Linked DNA regions of Mus musculus: all the other regions are linked to region 2. The links are chromatin contacts, called in public HiChIP or PLAC-seq and promoter capture Hi-C maps. All regions are on one chromosome and are shown on one strand. The core of a region is the stretch at or near the end of the contact, and the rest is flanking DNA. Distances in the headings are between cores, read along the strand shown. Region 1 holds the start of Slu7 (SLU7 splicing factor homolog (S. cerevisiae)). Region 2 holds the start of Il12b (interleukin 12b). Region 3 holds the start of Adra1b (adrenergic receptor, alpha 1b). Region 4 overlaps Ccnjl (cyclin J-like). Region 5 overlaps Ttc1 (tetratricopeptide repeat domain 1). Region 6 holds the start of Pwwp2a (PWWP domain containing 2A).

Region 1 (3,677 bases), core at 46-2,545, 970 kb before region 2:
ATCCAAAGATAATCCCTGCCTTCTTGGTCCCTCTCTCAAGCCTTGCGCTCTGAGTCCGCAGGACTCTGCTCTGCCTTTAGCTGCCTTGAAAAATCAAAATTATTTTTACATTCTTAACCCACTTCAAGTTCCTTTTTTAAAAAGTCTACTACTTTGGGCTGTTTGACTGAGGTGGTGGGGACGTTAGCTATAGTCCTGTATATCTGAAGAGCACTTCACGTAGGGGAAGTATAAATAACCACAAGACAGCATAAAGAAAAATGGCCAAGCAATGGCTCAGTAGTCAATACAGGTCATTCTTGCAGAAGCCCCCGGTTTGGTACTCATTCTGGTTCACAGACATATATCTGCATTTCCAGTCACAGATGATCTAACGCCAATGATGTGCAAACTCACACACAAAAAACATAAGGCTTTTTTTTTTTTTTTCCTGAGACAGGGTTTCTCTGTGTAGCCCTGGCTGTCCTGGAACTCACTCTGTAGACCAGGCTGGCCTCGAACTCAGAAATCTGCCTGCCTCTGCCTCCCAAGTGCTAGGATTAAAGGCATGTGACACCACTGCCTGGCATAAGGCTTTTTTTTTTTTTTTTTTTAAGAAAAATAAATTCACCAAAGTCGCCTATTTTCCAGGAGTTTGTTTTTTATGGGGATGTTTGTTTGTTTGTTTGTTTGAAAAAGGGTCTTCCTATGTCACTGGCCAGGACCTCAAAGATATGCCTATCTCTGCTAGGATTAAAGGTGTGTGCCATTACGCCGACCTTTGCAGCATTTTCAATAATCATTTTTGCTAAGATTCTGTGCTGTAGGCTGGCAAGATGGCTCAACAGGTAAGAGCACTCACTGACTGTTCTTCTGAAGGTCCTGAGTTCAAAACCCAGCAACCACATGGTGGCTCACAACCATCTGTAGTGGAATCTGATGCCCTCTTCTGGTGTGTCTGAAGAGAGCTACAGTGTACTTATATATCTTTGGGTGGGAGCAAGCAGAGACTGACTGGGCGAGCGGGGTTGACCGGAGCGAGCAGGGGTCCTAAAAAAATTCAATTCCCGACAACCACATGAAGGCTCACAACCATCTGTACAGCTATAGATTATCCATATACATAAATAAATCTTTAAAAAAAAAAAAAAAAAAAAAAAAAAAAAAGATTCTGTGCTGTTCCAGAAAGAAAGCTGCACTGCCATCACTTCGCCTTTCTGGGTCAAAAAAAAAAAAAAAAAAAAAAAAAAAAAAAAAAAAGAGCCAAGCGCTTGCAAATGCGCATGTGCCGATCTCCCGGAAGTTATCTCTGCGCAGCCGGAAGAAGGCAGGGAACCCGGAAGTAAACATTGCCGAGTCGCTTCGTTTCTGGCGGATGGTTTTGAGTGGTCTGCGGCGCGACTGGGTAAGTTGGGGTTCTGAGATTGAGCAGACGAACTGGGGACCTCGGGGAGCGGGTATCCCCTGCAGTGAGTCCTCGCGGTGATGAGCCGTCGTGGAACGGCGGACCCGGGTGGAGACTGTGGCCCAGGACGCAGGCGCCGCCCTCGCGTTCAGCCGGACCGAGGCTGACTCCTCAAGGAAAAGCCCTGGTCACTGTAAGCCGGACATCCTGAGCAGCCCGTACCGAAGCTGAGCCCTCTGTCCCCAAAAGAGTTCCTTTGAGGTTCAGTTTTTTCCGTTAGGTGGAGATGATCTTATTTTGTGAGGGTCAAATTAGAATGTCCGTATTGCATCAGTGAGTGGGAGCTGTTAAAGTTCTAACTCGGAGAGAGCCGGACCCTCTGCAGAGCAGTGGAACCTAATGACAAAACACTTCAGTCCCTCTTAATCTTGAATGTGACAGGCCTGCACTCCAGTGTCTGTGGTTTGTAACAGGGGTTGAAAGACCAACTAAAGTCAGGCTTGGGTTTGCGATCTGTCGTCTCTCACTAATGTCTTGTTATCTGAAGGTGTTAACCCCCCCCCCCCCGCCCCAAACTTGTTTCCTCACCATAAAATAGGGTGGTTGTAAAGATTTGGTGACGGTCTGCATGGTAAATTAAAGAAATGGTAACTGTTAAAATGAAGATGATTAAATCTGTGCTTCTAGTATATACTACCACGGATTTCTAACACTTCTGTTTTTATTTTTAAGTCTATTTTATTTTAATTATGTGTATAAGTAGGTAGGTGGGTTTGCCCTTGTAAGAACGTGTGTAGTCTTCTTGGAATCCCTGTAGCTGGAGTTAGGGACAGTTGTGAGCCACCTGACATAGATGCTGAGAACTGAGTTAGGGTTGTCTACAGGAGCAGTAGGTGAACCGTCTCACCTGCCCCATACACAGACCTCTATGGTGGCATATGCCTATAAAGCCAGAACTCGGGAGATGGAGGCAGACACAATTTCACAGGAAAGTCATGGAGTTTAAGGAATGCTGTGGATAAATACTTAGTGTTCTGGGTGTGGATGTCATGTACACAGTTGGTTGTGTAGATTTGAAGATCAAATGAAAAGTCTAGGGCAGAGAGATAGTATGGAACCCCAGTAGTGGGATACTGTTCCTCCTGAATCTTGGCAACTGGTATTGTTTAGAGTGGTGAGTGAGGCTCTTGCTGCTCTGTAAGGAATCAGCCTCTAAATAAACGTGTGCAAATAGATGAGCCTGCAGAGAAGTCGAGAACAGGAGAGGTGTTCACGGAAAACCAGTAACATGTTATAGAAGCCAAAGAATGAGAATCTCTGACAAAAGAAGGCATGGAATGGTCGGGAATGGAAATGAAGTCAGTGACCAGAGCAGAGGAGTGCAAAGCAGAGGTATAAAAATAGGCACACTATGAATATGGGTGATTTTGTGGTGTGTGTTTGTGTGTGTGTGTGAGAGAGAGAGAGAGGCAGAGACAGAGAGAACTAGATATGCTAGGCATCCCTGAATGTAGACAGACCCATCTCTATTTTTTTCTAACAAGGTCTCATGTCTTGAACTCTCTATATATCCAAGGGTGACCTTGGTCTTCTGATCCTATATTCACATCGAGATTGCTGGATATCAAGTATGCACCACCAGGCCTAGTTTTTGTTGCACTGGCAATCAAACTTCTGCTAGGCAAACGCTCTATCAACTGAGGCTTCATCCCCAGCCCTGAACTTTGGTAATTGTTAAGGCATTGGGCCTTCAAGGGGAACAGTGATGTGCTCTGGTTTTTTTAGGTTTTTGGGGTTTTTTTGTTTGTTTGTTTGTTTGTTTTCCTATGGAAGATAAGTTTGAGACATGCAGGAGGGCTAATTTAGGAACATCTGTATGAAAGTCTTTGAATTTTTTTTAAAGATTTATTTATTGTTATTTGTAAGTACACTGTAGCTGTCTTCAGACACACCAAAAGAGGGCATCAGATCTCATTACACATGGTTGTAATGCTGGGATTTGAACTCAGGACCTTTGGAAGAATAGCCAGTGTTCTTAACCACTGAGCCGTCTCTCCAGCTCCTTAAAATTTTATATACATGGCTTTCTCTGCTTACAAATTGGAGTGTTGAGAGAATTGGCGCTAAGAATACGTAAAGACTTTTTTTCATTTTGAGACAAGGTCTCACTATATAGCCATGGCTAGCTGTGGATTCAATATGTAGACCAACCTAGTTCCAGACTAGCCTCCAACTCCAGAATATCCACATCCCTCTGCTCTCCAGGTGCTAGGATTAGGTTGTATATTACAGT
Region 2 (3,510 bases), core at 380-2,879:
GCTTGTCTAAGCTCAGGGGACATTTGCATGAGCTTTGCATGTATGTTGTCACAGCTTGTCTCAGCTCAGGGGACATTTACAACCCTGCACTGCAGCAGTGAGGCTAAGAGGAGTTATGTACCTTGTCAAGATCCAGTTCCTCGAGAGGCCAAAGATGGTGCTCTAACGAACTCCCGATCTGTCCTTGGGAGAGATGGGCAGAGGTAACCATGAGCTTTGCATGTAGGGTCAGTGTGACCAGCAATCTTAGTCACAGAGATTATGGCTGTCCTCAGAGATCCCCTAAAACTAGCACATTATTTTTTACTGCTATTTCACTATGCAACGAAACCTACTTTGTTCACTTAAGAATGATCTTGTATGCAAAACCAGTTTCACTCGAAGCCTAGGAGTACAGGGATGCCACTAGCTAGCTTGCTGTGACTGATGTCTCCACCCTCAGTTTGAAGCCGATCAGGACCAAAGAGGGATTGCAGCTGGGCTGCTGGAGTGAGGAAGTGTGTGGCTGGGAAGCTCCGCAGTTCTCTCCCCCTCCCCGCGCCCCAGGCAGACTGACACTTGGAAGAAAGTTAGGCCGGAAATCTACACCGCCCGAAACCTGACAGGGTCCAACCTCAGCCCTAGGAACTTCCCAGGAGGCGGGAACCCAGGCCAGGGACAGGAATGGAGAAGCGGCGGGTTGTGTCCCTTGCGTCCCAACCGCGAGGATGTCCTCGCTTCGCGCCCTCTATCGGCGGCTCTGAGAGTGGCTCTCATCTGTATGCGAACTGGATGTGCAAGAAGAGCTAATATTTCTGAGCACGGATGAGGAAGGGAGGTAACATCAACTTACAGGATTGCACACCTCTTTGCAATTTTAAACTCCTCAAGAAGAGAAACTACAAAGGGTTTATAGGACCACAGACACGTTATTACTGAAGTGAGAATATAGTATGGGTACCCAAAAGAGTGACCTTTGAATCATCTGTACGCTTGCCTATGTCTAGCTCAGTTCATGCTGCTATCAATCCATGAGTAAGGACCTATAAGCATAAGAGACGCCCTCAAAACACTATGACTTTTATTAGTTATTCACCTCCCCAGAGCTGTCCCTGGATACAGACAACATAGGTATGAGGTAGGGGGTACGTGGAGCCAAACAGGAGGTAATACCTTCTGAATTTAGATGCTAACAAGAAAACATGGGGAAAGGTGGCCCAGATACACTAGGCCCTTTATTCTTTGGGCCTGTAACACCTACTTATTTGATTGTGGCATGAACCATGAACTCGGTTTGGGGCAAGTCCTTCCTTTTTCTGCAGTCTGTGGAATCGGGAGAGGTTAGCCATTGCCGCCTCTATTCACCTTAGGCATGATGTAAACAGAAATTAGTATCTCTGCCTCCTTCCTTTTTCCACACCCCGAAGTCATTTCCTCTTAACCTGGGATTTCGACGTCTATATTCCCTCTGTATGATAGATGCACTCAGGGAGGCAAGGGGGGGAGGGAGGAACTTCTTAAAATTCCCCCAGAATGTTTTGACACTAGTTTTCAGTGTTGCAATTGAGACTAGTCAGTTTCTACTTTGGGTTTCCATCAGAAAGTTCTGTAGGAGTAGAGTATATAAGCACCAGGAGCAGCCAAGGCAGCAGAAGGAACAGTGGGTGTCCAGGCACATCAGACCAGGCAGCTCGCAGCAAAGCAAGGTAAGTTCTCTCCTCTTCCCTGTCGCTAACTCCCTGCATCTAGAGGCTGTCCAGATTCAGACTCCAGGGGACAGGCTACCCCTGAACCAGGCAGCGTGGGAGTGGGGTAAGTGGATTCTGGGAGCATCTCGGATGGCTTTCCCCGCTGGTGGAAACCAGGGGCTTTGACGACAGGGGCTTCAAATAGTCATTTAAAAAGTCAGCTAATTACAGATGTGATGGCGCACACCTGTAATCTCCAAATCTGGGAGGCAGGAAACAGAATGCACAGGAGTTTAAGGCCAGATTCAGCTGTGTAATGAGTTTGAGAGAGTCTCAAAAAATTGAGCTACTAATAATATGTGCCAAGCATTGTGGACAGATGTGTATTTGATAGAAAGGTTTGCTTTGTCTATATAGACACATATACTATGTGCATTTTCTTAAGTATTAATGCATATGTGTTAAGGAGTGTTGTTAAAATTCTGTTCTTGCCTTAAGAGTGAAACTTAAAAAAAAAAAAAGCCTTTCATGTACCCCTTCAAGCCTAAGCTCATCACTGAATGTCCTACCTGTGATGGCCTTTAGAATCAGCTATGATAATCAAAGTGGAGAGCTGGGTTTGGGGGTTCCTTTGGATTTTAACTAACTTTGCCACCTCTTCAAAACTGGAAAGCCCAAGGCATGTTCCAAACTATTTCCTAAAGGGTTCTAAAATCTGTGAGAAAGGGAAGGCTAATCTTCATGGGTTGGCTTCCTCTGCTTGCCCAGGTGAAATCATGAGCACCAGATGGGGCAGGGTGATGGGGCAGGGTGACATCTTGCTTTCACCCAGGGATCACTGAGCCTCAGCTGGGGGCTCCGTTTGTTCAAGCAAGGCATTTCAAGATGAAGTTAGGTCACCCCCAAGAATTCATTTTGCTGAGATCTGAAATACTGTGATTATTGCACCAACAATCCATGGACTCTCTCTAGGCTAGATTCTGGATATAAGACTAGACAGATATGACCTCTGTCACACACCTCGGTATGGGAAAGGGGGGACAGACATTAAAGACGTAATCAAATGATTGTCATTTCAGCGATGCTGAAGGGGAAGAGTAGCTATTTGGGGTCCTGTTTTCATTTGGGGCTCAAGCTGGCACTTTCTGTGGATCATTTCATGAACTCCTAACCTGACAGAGTTATTTTTAATCTAGGAGTACAGGCTTGACAAAGTCAACACAACTTGTCAAGGTCACATAACTAACAAGTGGCAGACTGAGGTCTGTTTGGCTGTAGAACCAAGGCCCTTTGCCCGTGCCCTCCTTGCCATCCCTGACAGCCACGCCATCTGTACTGTGCATTGTTGTTTCTGGGCATTTTTATTTTTACATATCATTTCTCTTTTAAATTAAAGAATAACAGAATGAAACTTGCAAAAGGGATGTCCACTCAGGCACCCGCTGGCAGCAATGTTTGGAAGCATTTGCATGCTCTAGGGAGCTAGAGTATCCAGCCCAGGGTTCCTGTGCTCTTTGCACAAGACTTTCAGGACTTAAGAAAACTAATGAAAACAAACAAACAAACAAACAAACAAAAAAGAATTGTTAAAACATAGCATATGGAAGAATTGTGGAGTGAGAGGGAAACAAAGCCCAGCATCTGCCAATCAGCCTGAAAGCCAAAGCCTGGCTACATACTGCACACTTTTTTGCTTGTGCAGATTTGATTAAGAGGCGACCTGCCATCATCTCCACCCTCTGCTGGTCTTCTATGATCTAAGATGTAGGTGATGCCGAAATGAAGATTGTTCCTTGGACCATTGCCAGGGCTCCCTTCAGCCTGAAATATGGTTCACGTGTGA
Region 3 (3,354 bases), core at 668-3,167, 560 kb before region 2:
AGGATGCTCCTATTATCTGGTAAGAACGACAGTGCAGAAAGGGGAGAGCCAGCAGGGAGGGAGGAGAGGAAGACCGCAGCCTCTGCAAGGCTGAGAAACGTGGTCCCTGCAAATATTGAATGAACACTGCCTTTCTCTGTAGGAGCCGCCTCTCTGCTTCCCCAATGCCGCGTCTGCAGTAACTACAAACTATTTGGTATTCTGTGTTAGTGACGCTGCCTTCTCAGATACATCGTTACTACCGAAATAACACTGGCGAGATGTTGGAGCCCAGTGTCCTTTTTAATTATTAAACTGAGGCCAGTGACTGAGTCATTCCACATCCCAGATTCTCCTTCCGTGCTTCTATTTCAAGTGCCTAGTATCTTAGCTTTTTTTTCACCAACACCTGAGTTGGTTCTTAGCCAGTTCCCCAATCTGCAAAGCCCTTGCAGAACAAATAGTATTATCCAGTCTCCAAACACACACTGATGGCATAAAAATAACCAAACCCACACAAAAACTTTGGTGTGAGATCATCAGGAAAACCAATGTAGGTCTACCTCCCCTCTGCCAGCCCCCAACTTACCAAGTGGGAGAGCGATGAAGAAGGGGAGCCAACATAAGATGAACATTCCGACTACAATGCCCAAGGTTTTGGCTGCTTTCTTTTCCCTGGAGAACTTAAAAAGTTTGACAGCTATGGAACTCCTGGGGTTGTGGCCCTTGGCCTTGGTACTGCTGAGGGTGTCCTCATGAAAGTTCTTAGAGTGGATTCTCAGGGTCAGCTCTTTGGAGTTGGACATTTCCTTCATGACTCCCGCCTCCAGATTCTTGGTGGTCCTCTTGGCCACGATGTAGACTCGGCAGTACATGACCAGGATGACCGCCAGTGGGATGTAGAAGGAGCCCAGGGAGGAAAAGAGGGCGTAGAAGGGTTCTTCTGTGACCCCACATTCTTTGTCGTCATTGGGCGCAGGTTCTTTCCATCCAAGGAGAGGCCCGATGGAGATGACCGTGGACAAGACCCACACACTGAGGAGCGCCAAGATGGCCTTCCTGCGGGTGACCAGCGTGGGGTACTGCAGAGAGTATCGCACCCCAATGTAGCGGTCAATGGAGATGGCACATAGGCTCAGGATGGAGGCCGTGCAACACAGGACATCAACCGCTGCCCAGATGTCACAGAAGATGCGCCCCAGCACCCAGTAGCCGAGCACTTCCAGGGTAGCGGAGAAGGGCAGGACTGTGAAGCTCAACAGCAGGTCAGCAATGGCCAGGTTGACAATGAAGTAGTTGGTGGGCGTCCGCAGGTGCCGGTTGCAGGCCACCGACAGGATGACCAAGATGTTGCCCACGATGGCAAAGAGGATGAAGGCGCCCAGCACCAGGCCCACAGAGATGGCCCTGGTGACGTCCAGCTGGGGCAGTGTGGAGTTGCTCGAGGTCTGGTTGGGGCCAGTGAAGTTGGCATCTTTCAACTCTCCCCAGTGGGCAGGTGCTGATGTGTTGTGGCCGGTGTCCAGATCGGGATTCATTTTAAAGTCCGCCCTCCATAGCCAGGGAGGAGATTGGGCTCGGAAGGGCTGCGACCAAAGCTCCTCAGCTGCCCTGAAACTTTGCTCCCTCCGTGGTCTTCTTTCCAGAGGCGTCCTCCTGGCGAGAAGTCATCTCCCCCGGGCAGCCTAGCCCGGCAGCACGTCGCCTGCCTGCACCCAGCGGCTCGCTCGCCTGTCAGAGGGAGGAGGAGGAGAGAGGGGACGAGGCGGCAGCTCCAAGTTTAATGGTCCACGTCAGGCGCGCCTGGCCGGGCTGGCGCGGGAGCGCGGGGAGGAGCGGGCGCCGGGCCGGGGGTGCCCGGCTGTGCCCGGCCCGCGGCGGGTCTACGGACCGCGGTGCCTTCTCCGCCCAGCGATCGCGAGGAGGGTCTGCTTTCAATGAGCCGCCTCTGGGCTGACTGCACGGCGGTGACATCAGGCGGGGAAGCCCGGGCGCCCTGACTCTGTGCGGCACTAGGGGGCAATGCGGGTCCAGCCAAGGAGCGCAGCCCCGACGCCAGCGCCAGCCTAGTCGGCTTGGAGACCTGCCGCGCCCGGCACCGCTCCCTCTGCGGGGATGGGGCGGGGAGCAGAGCAGGGGATCCGGGTGTGGGCATCCCGGTTCATACACCCCAGGGGGCCCGCTGGGATTATTTTTTCCCCCTGTTCACGCTTCAGTTAAAAGGTAGGGTGGGGATGCTTACCTCTAATGGGGGCTCCTGGAGTCAAGCCATGGGTTCAGAGAGATGTGCAACTTCTACACAACTGGCTTCTACAAAAGGAAGAAAATCCCTGCGTTAGGCAGGTGACAGAGACTTGAGTCACATCTGAGACCAGGCGTATACTTTAGTTCCCCCTTGCAACCTCTTTGGCCTTGATAAAACCTAGAAACTTCTGTTGCTCATTCATTCGTTCAGTTATTCCCTGCACACATTCCTTCAGTGGATTGTTAATGTCCACCTCCAGGCAGTGGCTCCATTCTAGGCACTGTTCTCCAACAGTTAGAAGGGTACCCAGATTCCTGACCGGCAAGTGGAAGCTTATCAAACAAGCAAAATCTGAAGCGAGACATCTAATGACAGGAGTTTAGGAGAAGATTAATTGAGGACAGAGAAATGCAACCAGGGTATGGAAGAATATGAATTGGATTTTTTTTTTTAATGACAGAGTATGATGTAGCTCAGGTTGCCCTCCAGCTCACTGTATAACACAAGAATACCTTTGAACTCTTGATTTTCCTATGGCCACCTCCTGAGTGCTGGAATTACAAGCATGTACCGCCGTGGTTGGTTTATTTGATACTGGGGATGGAATTCAGGGCTTCGTGCATTCTAGGCAAGCACATACTCTACCAAGTGAGCAGCATCTCTAGGCTGAACTTGACATTTTAAGAAGGGGCTTGGGGTTGTCACTAAAGAGATAGTTGAGGGAGGGAGGGAAGGAGGGAGGAGGGAGGGAGGGAAGGAGGGAAGGAGGGAAGGAGGGAAGGAGGGAGGAAGGGAGGGAAGGGTGAGAGGGAGCTAGTTGTATCTCTGGGAGTAGAGAGTGAGGACTGATTGCCAAATCCTGGGGAAGGGACTTGGGGGGGGGGGTCTTGCCTGTTGGCTCTTTTCTTGTATTGCCTTGTATACATGTAGGCTATTAGGCTACAAACCCTATTTCCAGAGGTGGGTAATTACAAAAAGGAAGAAGAAAAAAGTCAAACCAGGGAAGAATTTTCTTGTTTGTTTGTTTGTTTGTTTGTTTTTAGAAAGAAGGTCTTCAAAAAAAAAAAAAAAAAAAAAAAAAAGAAAGAAGGTCTTCAGGTTGGTTTTGAACTCAAGATTCTCTGTCTCCC
Region 4 (3,689 bases), core at 290-2,789, 830 kb before region 2:
CCGGCAGTTTACAGCCAGATAGCTACTGTCTTGTAGCTTCCCCTGCTTATGGGAGTCTGTCTGTAAGATGGAGTCCTGTCCCACAAGCAGAATCTTTTGGCCATAGGGCAAGCAAGGGGCTGGAGACGTAGCTAGATGGTAGAGTATTTGCCTATCGTACGTGAGGCCCCAGGCTCAATCCCCAATATCACAGAGACAGAGAAACAGAGACATACAGAGACAGACAGAGAGACAGAGATGGGGGGGGGTGCATGTTCCAGATTTTGTCATTGAGTGCTACAGTGGCGGCTCAGCTGTTGAGAGCATGTGCTGCTCCTGCAGGGGACTCAGGTTTGGCTCCCAGTACAGATATGACAGGTCACAATTTTTATAACTCTAGTTCCAGGGGATTTGATGCCTTATTCTGGCCTCCTTGGCCACTGCACACATCATATGGTATATGTAGACACTCATCCCATAAATAAAAATGAAATTCGATTTCAAATATGTTGGTAGGAGTTTGAACTGAACTAGGAGATAGGTCTAAGTGCTCCCCTTTTGTTTGTTTTGAAGAAAAAAAAATTTTTTTTTCTGTTGAACAGACTAGCCTGGACCTAGGCTGGCTTCAAGTTCTCCATCCCCCTGCTTCATCCTCCTGCATACTAGGGTTGTAAGCATGTTCCACTCCCATCAATAAAGGCCCCACCTAAGCTATAAATTGTCAAAGCTGAGTGGTGTGTCTGCCTGCCCCCGGCTCTCATCAGGGTGCCCTGGTGGCCAACCCTCACTCTTGAGGGTGCATTTCCATTTTACACACATCTCTTGCCCTGTCTTGGATGTTCAAAGAAGGGATGGAAAGATATTAGCTGCTTTTAGGGCTCTTTAAAGCGGAAATCAATAGTCTTGTCTCTTCCGGCAGAAACCAGTAAAGGCGATTGCCTGCCAGGCTCCTGCCTAAGGATCTCAGGAGATTATAGGAAAAGCCTGGCCTTCCCCCAGGAAATCACCTTCACACAACCCCAGTGTCCCCCTAACCCGTGTGCCCCACCCCTGCTTTGATCACTCAATAACTACTGCCTCTGCGGAGCTGCTGCTCCGGCAACGGAGTGGGAGGGGGGCACCCTTTGGAGATCTTGCTGAAGATTTCTGAAACTTGAAAGCTGTCTTAATCCCTTGTGGTAGGCTGTGATGAAGTAAGCCTGGGAAGGCTGAGCACAACAGCTTCCCCCTCCACCCCATTACCTTACCCCTTCCCGCCCCCAGAGCTAAGAATGCTTAAGATGCCTCCGAGGCACTCATTGAAGCAGCAGTTCTCAACCTGCGGGTCAAGACTCCGTTGGAGGTCAAAGGACCCTTTCACAAGGGTTGAATATCAGACATTCTGTATGTCAGATATTTGCTTTACAATTCATAACAGCAGCAAAAATACAGTTACGAAGCATCAACAAAAAAATAATTTTATGGTTGAAGGACACCACAACAGGAGGAACTGTATTAAAGGGTCACAGTGTTAGGGAACTTGAGAACAAAGAGATGATTCCCGCCCCCCAGGTTTCTGGCAAGGTGTGAGACTTCTTGCCAGAGTCAAACCCAAGTCTCCAAGGAAACAGATACTGGAAATACTGGGGGTGGGGGGTGGGGGGAGCACACTTACTGTTTTCCTCATAGCTCACTAGGAAGAACTCCATTTCCTTTGTCCTGCCATGGAAACATTTGCAAAAGTTTCAGCACTCAGGGATGGGGTCACAACGGGGCCTTATATTTTGTGCATCATCCCTACCCCTCTATACACACACACACACACACACACACACACACACACACACACACACACACACACACAGTGCCACGCAAAAGCTGCTACAGTGTCCGTGGCTCCTTTGGGTGGTGGCCACGAAGCCTGGAAGGGCTGGTCTCTCTGTTGAGAGCCGTGTAGAGCAGATTGCTAGCAGCAGCTCAAACATGACAGCCCAGAGAGCAGAGGACATGGTGATTTTCCATTCCCTGTTCCCATCTCTGCCGCTGGCAGGCTTGGAGCCATTTCAGGAGAGGGATTTTGTGTGTGAGCTGCCTGTCAGACAGCTGAGTGGGCCAGAAGCTCTTAAACTGTACAAAATGCCTTAGCAGGTTAGAGCCTAGACCTGTTTGTCTGGGAACTGAGGTCCTGAATATTTGCTGCTCCTGCTTCCCAGCAAGTCTTAGATTTCAACTGCTTGACCTGATTAATGTGCAGTTTTCAATAGCTGTCACCCCACACAGGTGCTAGGACCCCTCCCCCATTCTATAAGGGACACTATGGGCTCTAGAGAGGTGGTAATGAATGGAAGTGATGCCCACAGCACCCCTGGATGAAGACCGGGAGCCCTAGAACCTTGTACCTATTTGACAGAGAGTGGGCCCTGTGCCAGGCATTGGGCTGAGAGTGGGCCATAAAATAAACTGAACCCCATCCTCAAGTTGTTCAAAAAAACTCTCCTAAAGATACAGGCTTAGGCCTGCATTGGCAACACAAAAGCAAAGCCTTCTAAGAGAGCAAGGTGTCCTTGCTGTTAGGGGGTAAGCAGTTTGCACAGTGAGCAGAACACTGGAGTCAGGTGCCTTCCATGATACCTGAGAGCTGGTATCATGCTGGTGGTGGGCTCAGCTATAAACTCCCTCTGTGGTGAATGTTTGCATATTTTTAATTTTTTTTTCTTGTATGTGTGCGAGGGTTTTTGTTTGCTTGTCTTTGTGTTTTTGTTTTTGTTTTACCTGTATGTATGTGTGCGCACCATGCGCTGCTGTGCTCATGGAGGCTTAAAAAGGGCCTGAAGGGGCTGGAGAGATGGCTCAGTGGTTTGACTTCCAGCACCCACATGGTGGCTCACAACCATCTGTACCTCTGGTGCCAGAGGATCTGACACATCTCTGACCTCCACAGACACCAGGTGCACACATGATGCACGTACATATATGCAGGCAAAACAATCATAAAACAAAATAAATAATTCTTAAAGTTTAAGAAGGCTTCAGATACTCTAGAACTAAGCGACAGACAGCTTGAAGCTGCCATGTCAGTCCTGGGAATTGAACCCAGGTCCTTTGGAAGGGCAACCAGAGCTTTTAACTGCGGAGGCGTCACTCCAGCACCAAGTATTGGCATCTTGACCACATTCTGCACCTTATCAATGCCAAGTCTACCGTATGCCCATTCTCCTTTTGTTTTGAGGGCTTGGGACCAAACCCAGGGCCTCCTGATGCTAAGCTTTCAATATATCGCTAAGCTACTCCCTCCCTCCCTTGTGCCCAATCGTCTTGTTTCCTACTGACATCCTGAAAGAAGTCCTTGTTTATTACATACCTGTGCTCTCCAGGAAAGCCATGCTGAGAGTTTTCTAGATGACAGCTATGCCCTGCCTTCTTGGGATGCTTAGCTTCATGGGGTAACAGTTCCATTTTTAGCCTCAGGGTGAGGTGAGCCTTGGTCACAGCAGCTTCTCCTTCAGCTGCGCCTTCCTCCCCCCACCCCACACTAACCAACTACTGGGTTGTAGTCTGCACTAAAAACCATTTCATTCTCAAGAGAAGTACGCCGCCCTGGTGGTGAGAGGAGGACTTGCGGCTGTATTTGTTGTGTTAACATCAGAGTTTTTAAGATTGGCTTTAGGAAGTATGTGTTGCCTCTCCCCTTTCACGTCTTAATTTTAATTACAAGCATTTTGATGTCTAGA
Region 5 (3,221 bases), core at 24-2,523, 670 kb before region 2:
CTTAAAAACAAACCCAAATAGGCACTTAATGGACACAGACTCTGAAGGCCTTTGGGTTCACATTGTTAGTATCTCTTGTGGAATCTCCCGGTGCTAACAATCTAGGAACCATAGTGCAGGAAATGACAGATCACACCCTGCCTGCTCCAGTGCTAGGAGTCAAATCGATGGCTCACACATGTCTCCCCGTTTCCTTTCTGGTCTATGCAGTGCTGGTCCACGCGATGCTGGCTTCCCTTCACATTCTCTAACAGTTTGAGGCATATACTCTTATCACTGAGCAGTAGCCCCATTCTTAGCTTACTGTAGAGAATGTCTCTCCTCAGAGTTTTATTTCTTGAGACTAGTTAACAACGGTCTCTGTCGTCCCTTCTCAAGAGTTTGGTTACTACAGGCGTGTGCCACTGTGTTGGTTTTTTTCAAAACAATTCTAAAAGGAGGCTGAAAATTGTTTTTACCTTCTGCAATATTGCTGGAACTAAAATACATGTCATTGGGTGAGCTGTACATTACATGCCTGTAATGTACTTTGGGAGGTGGAGGCAGGATTAGGAGGCCAGCCTGGTTATAACTGACCCTGCCTCAAAAAAAAAAAAAAAGATAAAATAGAAATAATAAAAAAAAAAACCCCACACAGGTGTGCACCCACCCACCCACCCACCCACCTACCTACCTACCTACCTGCCTTATTGAAACTCTGGGGTCTAGGCTGTAGCTCTCAATCCCCAGCATTCCCAAAGAAGTAAACTCAGGGTTAAGGGAAGAAATCAGAGGATTTTTCAAATCAGAAATAAGTAGTAGAGCACCATGACACAGCTCTCTACATACCTGTTCCATTTTACGATTTTGCTATTGCTAAACATTTTGAAAATCTTAGATCTGGGGGCTGGCTTATGGATGTCTGAGCAGCCACATGGCTCCCCCTTTCCTTTCTGCAGGCCCATGCAATGCTGGCTTCCCTTCACATTCTCTAACAGTTTGTGGGCTGGAGGAAGGGAGAGGGTTTCGAAACCTCCAACACTCGGGAGATGGTTCGTTAAGTACCTAGTGTGCATGAGGCGCAGGCAGGTAAATCTCTCGGAGACATGGTCTACTGGGTTGTAAATCAGTAAGAACTATGTAGTGATTGAGGAAGATAGCTGACGGCAACTTCTGGCCTCCAAATTCTTGGATGTACAAACGCATACACAAAAGCAATAGCTCTATACCCTGCAGCAATGCCTATCAGGAAATGTAACTAGAATATCATTTCCTGTTCTTTGGGCCAGAAATCTTTCAGAAAGGGCTAGAGATGACTCATCAATTAAAAGTGCATATTGCCCTTGCAGAGGATCCAAGTTTGGTTACTAGCAACCACATGGTGGCTCCCAACTGTGACTCCAGTTTCTGGTCTCTGTGTGCACATGGTGTAATATAAACTCACACAAGCATACACTTACACATAGAACTTGAGGGTCTATGTTGTAGGGACTTAGGGAGGGGAAGGTGTGCAGCGGTGACTGATTGGCCAAGCCTGTCTTCCAGGCTGAGAGTTAATCAGTTTGGAGCTTGTGGCCTCCTAAGTGCTGGGGTTTACAGGTATTAGCTACAACACTCAGATTTGCTGATTACATGTTAAATCTGGCATCTAGTTTCCCTGAAAAGCATATGTATAGAAAAAAAAATCACACAAGTTGTACAGAAACTTTGGCCAAAAGCTACTCGATATTGACGCACATAAGTTCTAGAACAGTTGTCACACACAGCTCACAAAATAACATGGCAGCTCATCTGCAAAATAAGGCACACATGTCACTGACACTGACTGAAAACTAGCATCAACAGATACCTAGGTAAACAAAAACCTCTCCTGGAAACTTGTGCCTTCATGCAGCCTACACAGACAGGCTGTTTGGAGACAAACCATTCTGAATGATGGCATTTTAAGCTGAGATTAGCACTGATGCTTGGTCAGAACCGCTAATTTCACAAAACTGGAGACTGACTCAGCTGCCCTGTGAAGCAGGAGTCTTCAATTCTGGCACACTGATCGGTTATTCAAGGGAGAGTCAAGCAGCAAAAACTTTAGCTTTGTGGGCTTCAGAATCAGTGACCTCGATGGAAACCAGAACTGGTTCCAAATGTCATATAGAATCTGCTTCAGCTGCTGTTAAGGGGACAAAATTAACAACATAGTCCCCAACTGTCACAGGATGTTTTTATTAACACGGAGGAACTCAAGAATGCTGAAGCCCCTGCACTGCAGCATCTGAGCAAGTGTGAGCAGGGAGGGACAGCAGGAGGGGACCCTGTCCATATGTATGGTCATCACTCAACTACAGGCTTGCATGGTTACAGGAGGTTTTTGGTGGCTAGCACATCTGTGCGGCTCTAAGAGGTCAGCTTTGACAAGCAGGCTTCTCCACCAGACAGAAAACAGCCAGAACCAGGGACACGGCTGCACAGACACCACCTTAAAATGGAAATTAATGAGGCTCATACATCAGGAGGCACATTCCACCCTGATCATAAAACAAGAGCAAGAAGGCGCCTCTGGTTCTACTACACAGCCTTTCTTAGATAGATGCTTTTAAATATTCAACGCCTGCAGAGCCGTGCTCCTTGTGAACAGTTCATGGCCTCCCAGTCAGCCTTTAAGACTGTTATTTCTGTTATCTATTATTATTCGGATTTTGAACAAAATTGATGGAGTAGGAGCCAGTAGAAGAATCCTGCTTGATCTGGAAATTTTCTGTGGAGAGCCCAAAAGGTCGCAGAACCAAGTTGCCAAGATCTTTTAGTTTACCTGCAACATAAAAACAACTCAGATGAATGCAGGAACAAGCAGGAGACACCAGTCAGTTAACTCTGTTGTCAGGACCTGACACTTTCTGGGAGGATTCTCAGCCTCTTTCCTCTCAGGCTCGCTGTCACTCCACTGCCTGAGTGACACTGGAGCTCACAGTCCTTCAGGATCCCTCCATGGAGTCAAAATCTCCTGTCAAGCTGGCTAGAATTACAAAGGACAGGGATGTCCATCCCAAGTGCTGGATGAAGGCATCTGGCTGAGCCTGGCCTTCCTGGATGTGAGGACAGTGGTTCCTTAACTCACCTGTTCTAAGGCAAACAACAGCTGCTGAGTTCACCCCAACACGACACATTTCTACTGAGCCTCCCGTGTTTACTCTTGGCTCCCACTCAGCCTGCTTCAAAGCTCTTGTTACCTTCTGGGGGAGATGAGG
Region 6 (3,150 bases), core at 314-2,813, 720 kb before region 2:
TACCTGGACTTATGACCGTGTAATTTATTAGCTAAACAACATTAGAAACCTTTTTGTCTCAGTTTTCAAATAAAATGGGTATAATAGCACTTGTCGAATTGCAAGGACCATGTAAGATTGTACTAGATATTGATATATAGTATTCAATTAATCTTTGACATTTCATTCTTCCCTCCACGTTGGTAAATATCTTCTTTCTCTTTTGTAGGTGTTTTCAGTGCCTCTGATTGCTCCTATTAGAAAGGACTGACTGAGGAACAATCTGCAAGAAATGAGTACAGTGGCTCCTTCTAGACTTAACAGATTTCAAATAGAATTGGTCTTTAAACGCAACACTTGGGAGGCAGAGAGAAGGAGGCCGATCTCTGTGAGTTCCAGGCAAGCCAGAAGTACATAGGGAGACGCTGTTTCAAAACAAAAACCCAAACCACAAAAACAAGGACCTTAGGACACTGGAGGGCTCCCCTAGCCCTCATCTTTTCTTTCTTGGGATGGGATCTCAGTTTGCAGTTGAGTCTATCCTGAAACTGTATTAAGTCTGGACTAGAATTTTGCCATTTCTGCCTGTGCCTCCCAAGAGCTGCCCCACCGGCAACTATGCCTAGATTTCTTTCTTTCTTTCTTTCTTTCTTTCTTTCTTTCTTTCTTTCTTTCTTTCTTTCTTCCTTCCTTCCTTCCTTCCTTCCTTTCTTTCTTTCTTTCTTTCTTTCTTTCTTTCTGCACACGGCAAGGAAGAGGGTAAGGAAAGAAAAGGCTTCAATAGTGAACTCTTTCCGTGGATCTAAGGACTACAGTCAATTTAGCATGCCAGTTGTCTGTCTTCTCGTTAGAATTTTCCTTTTTTGAAATTAGCAGGTTCCTAGAGTTTAGTCCTTTATATTTTAAAGAGTGAAACCAAGGAAAACACCGCTTGTGTGTATGCGGGAGCTCCTGTCATGTGGTCATGGAGAATGTCTTGTACATCGCCCTGTTTCCAGCACCTCGTAATCTGACTAGTGAATAGGCACCCAAAAAGTGTCTCAGGATTATTTTCGGAACTTTAGTTATCTTTCCCAACAGAAGCCTGTTGTGCCCACACTTGGCCACAAGCAAATCCAAGCCTAGAAATAACATTTATTCTAAGGATCTCTGCGCAAAGATTCTTGGGAAGTGGTTCCCTTTCTGCATTCTCCCGCTATTCCCCCCTTGGGGAGTCTTTGAAAGAACTGGCACGACTCGCGTTTTCTTCCCTTCTCCCACCTCCGAAGAACGGGCCGAGTAAGGGCAGGGGCATAAACCAATCCTAAAGCGGTATTTCCCCTACTAACCAATAGATACAGGCTGTAAGCACAGGGCGCCGCTTTTGCCATCCTTCAGCCCGCCCCTCAAACTCCTTTTAGATTCTCCACTTGACAACTCACCTGACCAATGGGAAGTTCCTACTCTGAGGGAGGGGGCGGGACTCAGCCCGCGACAGACGGCTCCTTCTGACCAATGGGTTGACAGAAGTGCGGAAGGGGGTGGAAGGCGGAGCCAATGGCGCGGTGCCAATCACGAGCATCAGGGAAAGGGCGGGACGAGAGTGTTAGCGGGAGGGAGGGGAAGGCCTCGGGATCCCAGCCGCGCTGCCGCCGCCGCCGCCGCAGCCCGAGTAGGAGGAGGGAGAAACCAGCGAGAAAATGGCGGCCGTGGCTGCTGAGGCGGCGGCGACCGCGGCGTCCCCCGGGGAAGGGGGCGCCGGCGAGGCCGAGCCGGAGCTAGAGCCCATTCCCGGCAGCGAAGCCGGCACCCCCCTCCCGGTCACGGCCACGGAGGCGGCGGTGCCGGACGGCGAGGCCGACGGGCGCCAGTCCGCCCCTCAGGCCGACGAGCAGCCGCTGCCGCCACCGCCGCCGCCGCCGCCGCCGGGGGAGCTGGCCGATAGCTCCGAGGCTGAGGAGGCGAAGCCGCCCGAGCCCGCGGCTGTCCCGGTCTCGCCGCCCGAGCAGCCTCCGGCCGCCCCCGAGCAGCCCGAGGACGCGCCGCGGCCGCCACCAGCTCCGGCGCTCGTGCCGCCGGCGGGCGGGGACTCGGCGGTGTCGCACCTCATCCCCGGCTCGGAGGTGCGGGTCACGCTGGACCACATCATCGAGGACGCGCTCGTCGTGTCGTTCCGCCTCGGGGAGAAGCTCTTCTCCGGGGTCCTCATGGACCTATCCAAAAGGTACCGTCGGCCCCCCAACTGCAAGCTGTCCGCTCCGCCGCGAGGGAGAGCGCGAACCCGAGCTGCTCCCGCCCCGCCCTCGGGTCCTGCGCGCCGCGCCGCTCTCCGCGTGGGGCGCGCTCCGCGTGGGGCCGACGCGCGCGGCCCCGGCCCCAGGTGTGCAGCTGGGGACGCGCGCGGGTGCAGATGGCTGGCACACCCCGCCTCCGCATCCCCAGCCCCCTGCGACCCTCTGGCTTGCGCACTGGGGCAGATGGGTTAATGCAAAATGCAGATGGATCCCCTAGAGAAACGGGTGCTGTGGGGGGGGGGGGGGGGGAAGAGGTGCTGCGGAGGCATCTCCCTGTCCTCAAATCAACCTTTAACTTTAGCGGGGCTGAAGAAAGGGGTGTGTGCTTTGGGCTTCCCAAAAGGTTACCTGTCAGTTGTTAAAAGAGGAAGAGCCTAGAGTTAATGAACCCTTTTTTAACTGTTATTAAGAACTGCTGGAAATAGTTTCTCGGAGGATCACTCTTTAATAAGGAGGTACCTTTTGCTAATTTTACTTATAGCTTAAAGAAATATTGGAGACGGGATAGGTCCCCTGTCTTTTGAACATTTACTACCCAAGTGGTGGGTTTACAAAGGAATGTTCGCATGACTTTTTCTTTGGCAGTGATAGAGATTGAGTCTCAAAAGATTTCCGAGACGATGTTTACAGTTAAATTTGTTTTGACTAGAAGGTTGAGTTCACCTACAAACCTCTGTCTTATCCAGTATATTTTCACCTTTTGATTTAAAATGTTCTGGGCACTGCTTTAAACAGGTAAAGAAGGTAATCTGCTTTCAGTCTAGAGTTAACCTTTTTATTCTCTTCTTTTGCAGATAGGAAGTGCAGAGACTCCCATTCATGGCTCTCCATTCTGTTTCCTGCAACAGCACACACACTCTGGTGTCTCACCTGTTTGGAAATGGCTCTGTGTGTTTGA

The links. Promoter capture Hi-C pulls out the DNA fragments that hold promoters and counts their contacts. HiChIP or PLAC-seq counts read pairs in DNA pulled down with a chosen protein or histone mark.
Region 1: an H3K27ac HiChIP or PLAC-seq map of embryonic stem cells shows a contact between it and region 2, with 10 times the contacts expected there. The contact joins the promoter of Slu7 here to the promoter of Il12b in region 2. A contact is called at or near these places in 5 of 39 promoter capture datasets (embryonic stem cells, hippocampal neurons, liver and 1 more), 3 of 115 datasets of contacts at active chromatin or transcription factors (bone marrow-derived macrophages, embryonic stem cells and stem cell-derived neural progenitor cells) and 2 of 9 other capture datasets (adipose tissue and embryonic stem cells).
Region 3: a contact with region 2 is called in a promoter capture Hi-C map of embryonic stem cells, with 5 times the contacts expected there. The contact joins the promoter of Adra1b here to the promoter of Il12b in region 2. A contact is called at or near these places in 14 of 39 promoter capture datasets (the 3T3-L1 cell line, 3T3-L1-derived adipocytes, the HPC-7 cell line and 10 more), 1 of 15 datasets of contacts at CTCF or cohesin (the NIH/3T3 cell line), 2 of 484 Hi-C or Micro-C datasets (embryonic fibroblasts and pre-pro-B cells), 7 of 115 datasets of contacts at active chromatin or transcription factors (cardiomyocytes, embryonic fibroblasts, embryonic stem cells and 3 more) and 1 of 9 other capture datasets (embryonic stem cells).
Region 4: a promoter capture Hi-C map of stem cell-derived epiblast-like cells shows a contact between it and region 2, with 3 times the contacts expected there. The contact joins the enhancer-like site here to the promoter of Il12b in region 2. A contact is called at or near these places in 5 of 39 promoter capture datasets (the 3T3-L1 cell line, embryonic stem cells, liver and 1 more).
Region 5: a contact with region 2 is called in an H3K27ac HiChIP or PLAC-seq map of acute myeloid leukemia, with 10 times the contacts expected there. The contact joins the enhancer-like site here to the promoter of Il12b in region 2. A contact is called at or near these places in 8 of 39 promoter capture datasets (the C10 cell line, cranial neural crest, hematopoietic stem and progenitor cells and 5 more) and 3 of 115 datasets of contacts at active chromatin or transcription factors (acute myeloid leukemia, bone marrow-derived dendritic cells and bone marrow-derived macrophages).
Region 6: a promoter capture Hi-C map of the C10 cell line shows a contact between it and region 2. The contact joins the promoter of Pwwp2a here to the promoter of Il12b in region 2. A contact is called at or near these places in 11 of 39 promoter capture datasets (the 3T3-L1 cell line, 3T3-L1-derived adipocytes, the C10 cell line and 7 more), 4 of 115 datasets of contacts at active chromatin or transcription factors (the 230-238 cell line, astrocytes, bone marrow-derived macrophages and 1 more) and 1 of 9 other capture datasets (adipose tissue).

What each region holds. Positions count from the first base shown.
Region 1 is chr11:43,432,436-43,436,112 of GRCm38.p6, forward strand. Slu7 (SLU7 splicing factor homolog (S. cerevisiae)) reads left to right here and starts at 1,296. Exons shown (of 16, transcript NM_198936.1): 1 at 1,296-1,384.
Region 2 is chr11:44,398,434-44,401,943 of GRCm38.p6, forward strand. Il12b (interleukin 12b) reads left to right here and starts at 1,630. Exons shown (of 8, transcript NM_001303244.1): 1 at 1,630-1,685.
Region 3 is chr11:43,834,572-43,837,925 of GRCm38.p6, forward strand. It overlaps Adra1b (adrenergic receptor, alpha 1b), which reads right to left and starts at 1,918. Exons shown (of 2, transcript NM_007416.4): 1 at 569-1,918. The coding sequence starts at 1,517.
Region 4 is chr11:43,564,927-43,568,615 of GRCm38.p6, forward strand. The region is part of intron 3 of Ccnjl (cyclin J-like); the gene reads left to right. Among named protein-coding and RNA genes, the nearest start is that of Fabp6, 35 kb to the right of the region's middle. Within about 2 kb of position 1,540, at least 45 of the 459 cell types and tissues checked have an H3K27ac peak or open chromatin away from gene starts, as enhancers often do. A contact at or near this core is called in embryonic stem cells and stem cell-derived epiblast-like cells, where this site is marked.
Region 5 is chr11:43,727,823-43,731,043 of GRCm38.p6, forward strand. It overlaps Ttc1 (tetratricopeptide repeat domain 1), which reads right to left. Exons shown (of 8, transcript NM_133795.2): 8 at 2,184-2,785. The coding sequence ends at 2,652. Among named protein-coding and RNA genes, the nearest start is that of Ttc1, 19 kb to the right of the region's middle. Within about 2 kb of position 1,274, at least 58 of the 459 cell types and tissues checked have an H3K27ac peak or open chromatin away from gene starts, as enhancers often do. A contact at or near this core is called in acute myeloid leukemia, bone marrow-derived macrophages, hematopoietic stem and progenitor cells and 1 more, where this site is marked.
Region 6 is chr11:43,680,435-43,683,584 of GRCm38.p6, forward strand. Pwwp2a (PWWP domain containing 2A) reads left to right here and starts at 1,564. Exons shown (of 2, transcript NM_027557.1): 1 at 1,564-2,182. The coding sequence starts at 1,659. It overlaps Gm34963 (a long non-coding RNA gene), which reads right to left and starts at 1,630. Exons shown (of 2, transcript XR_388594.3): 1 at 1,401-1,630.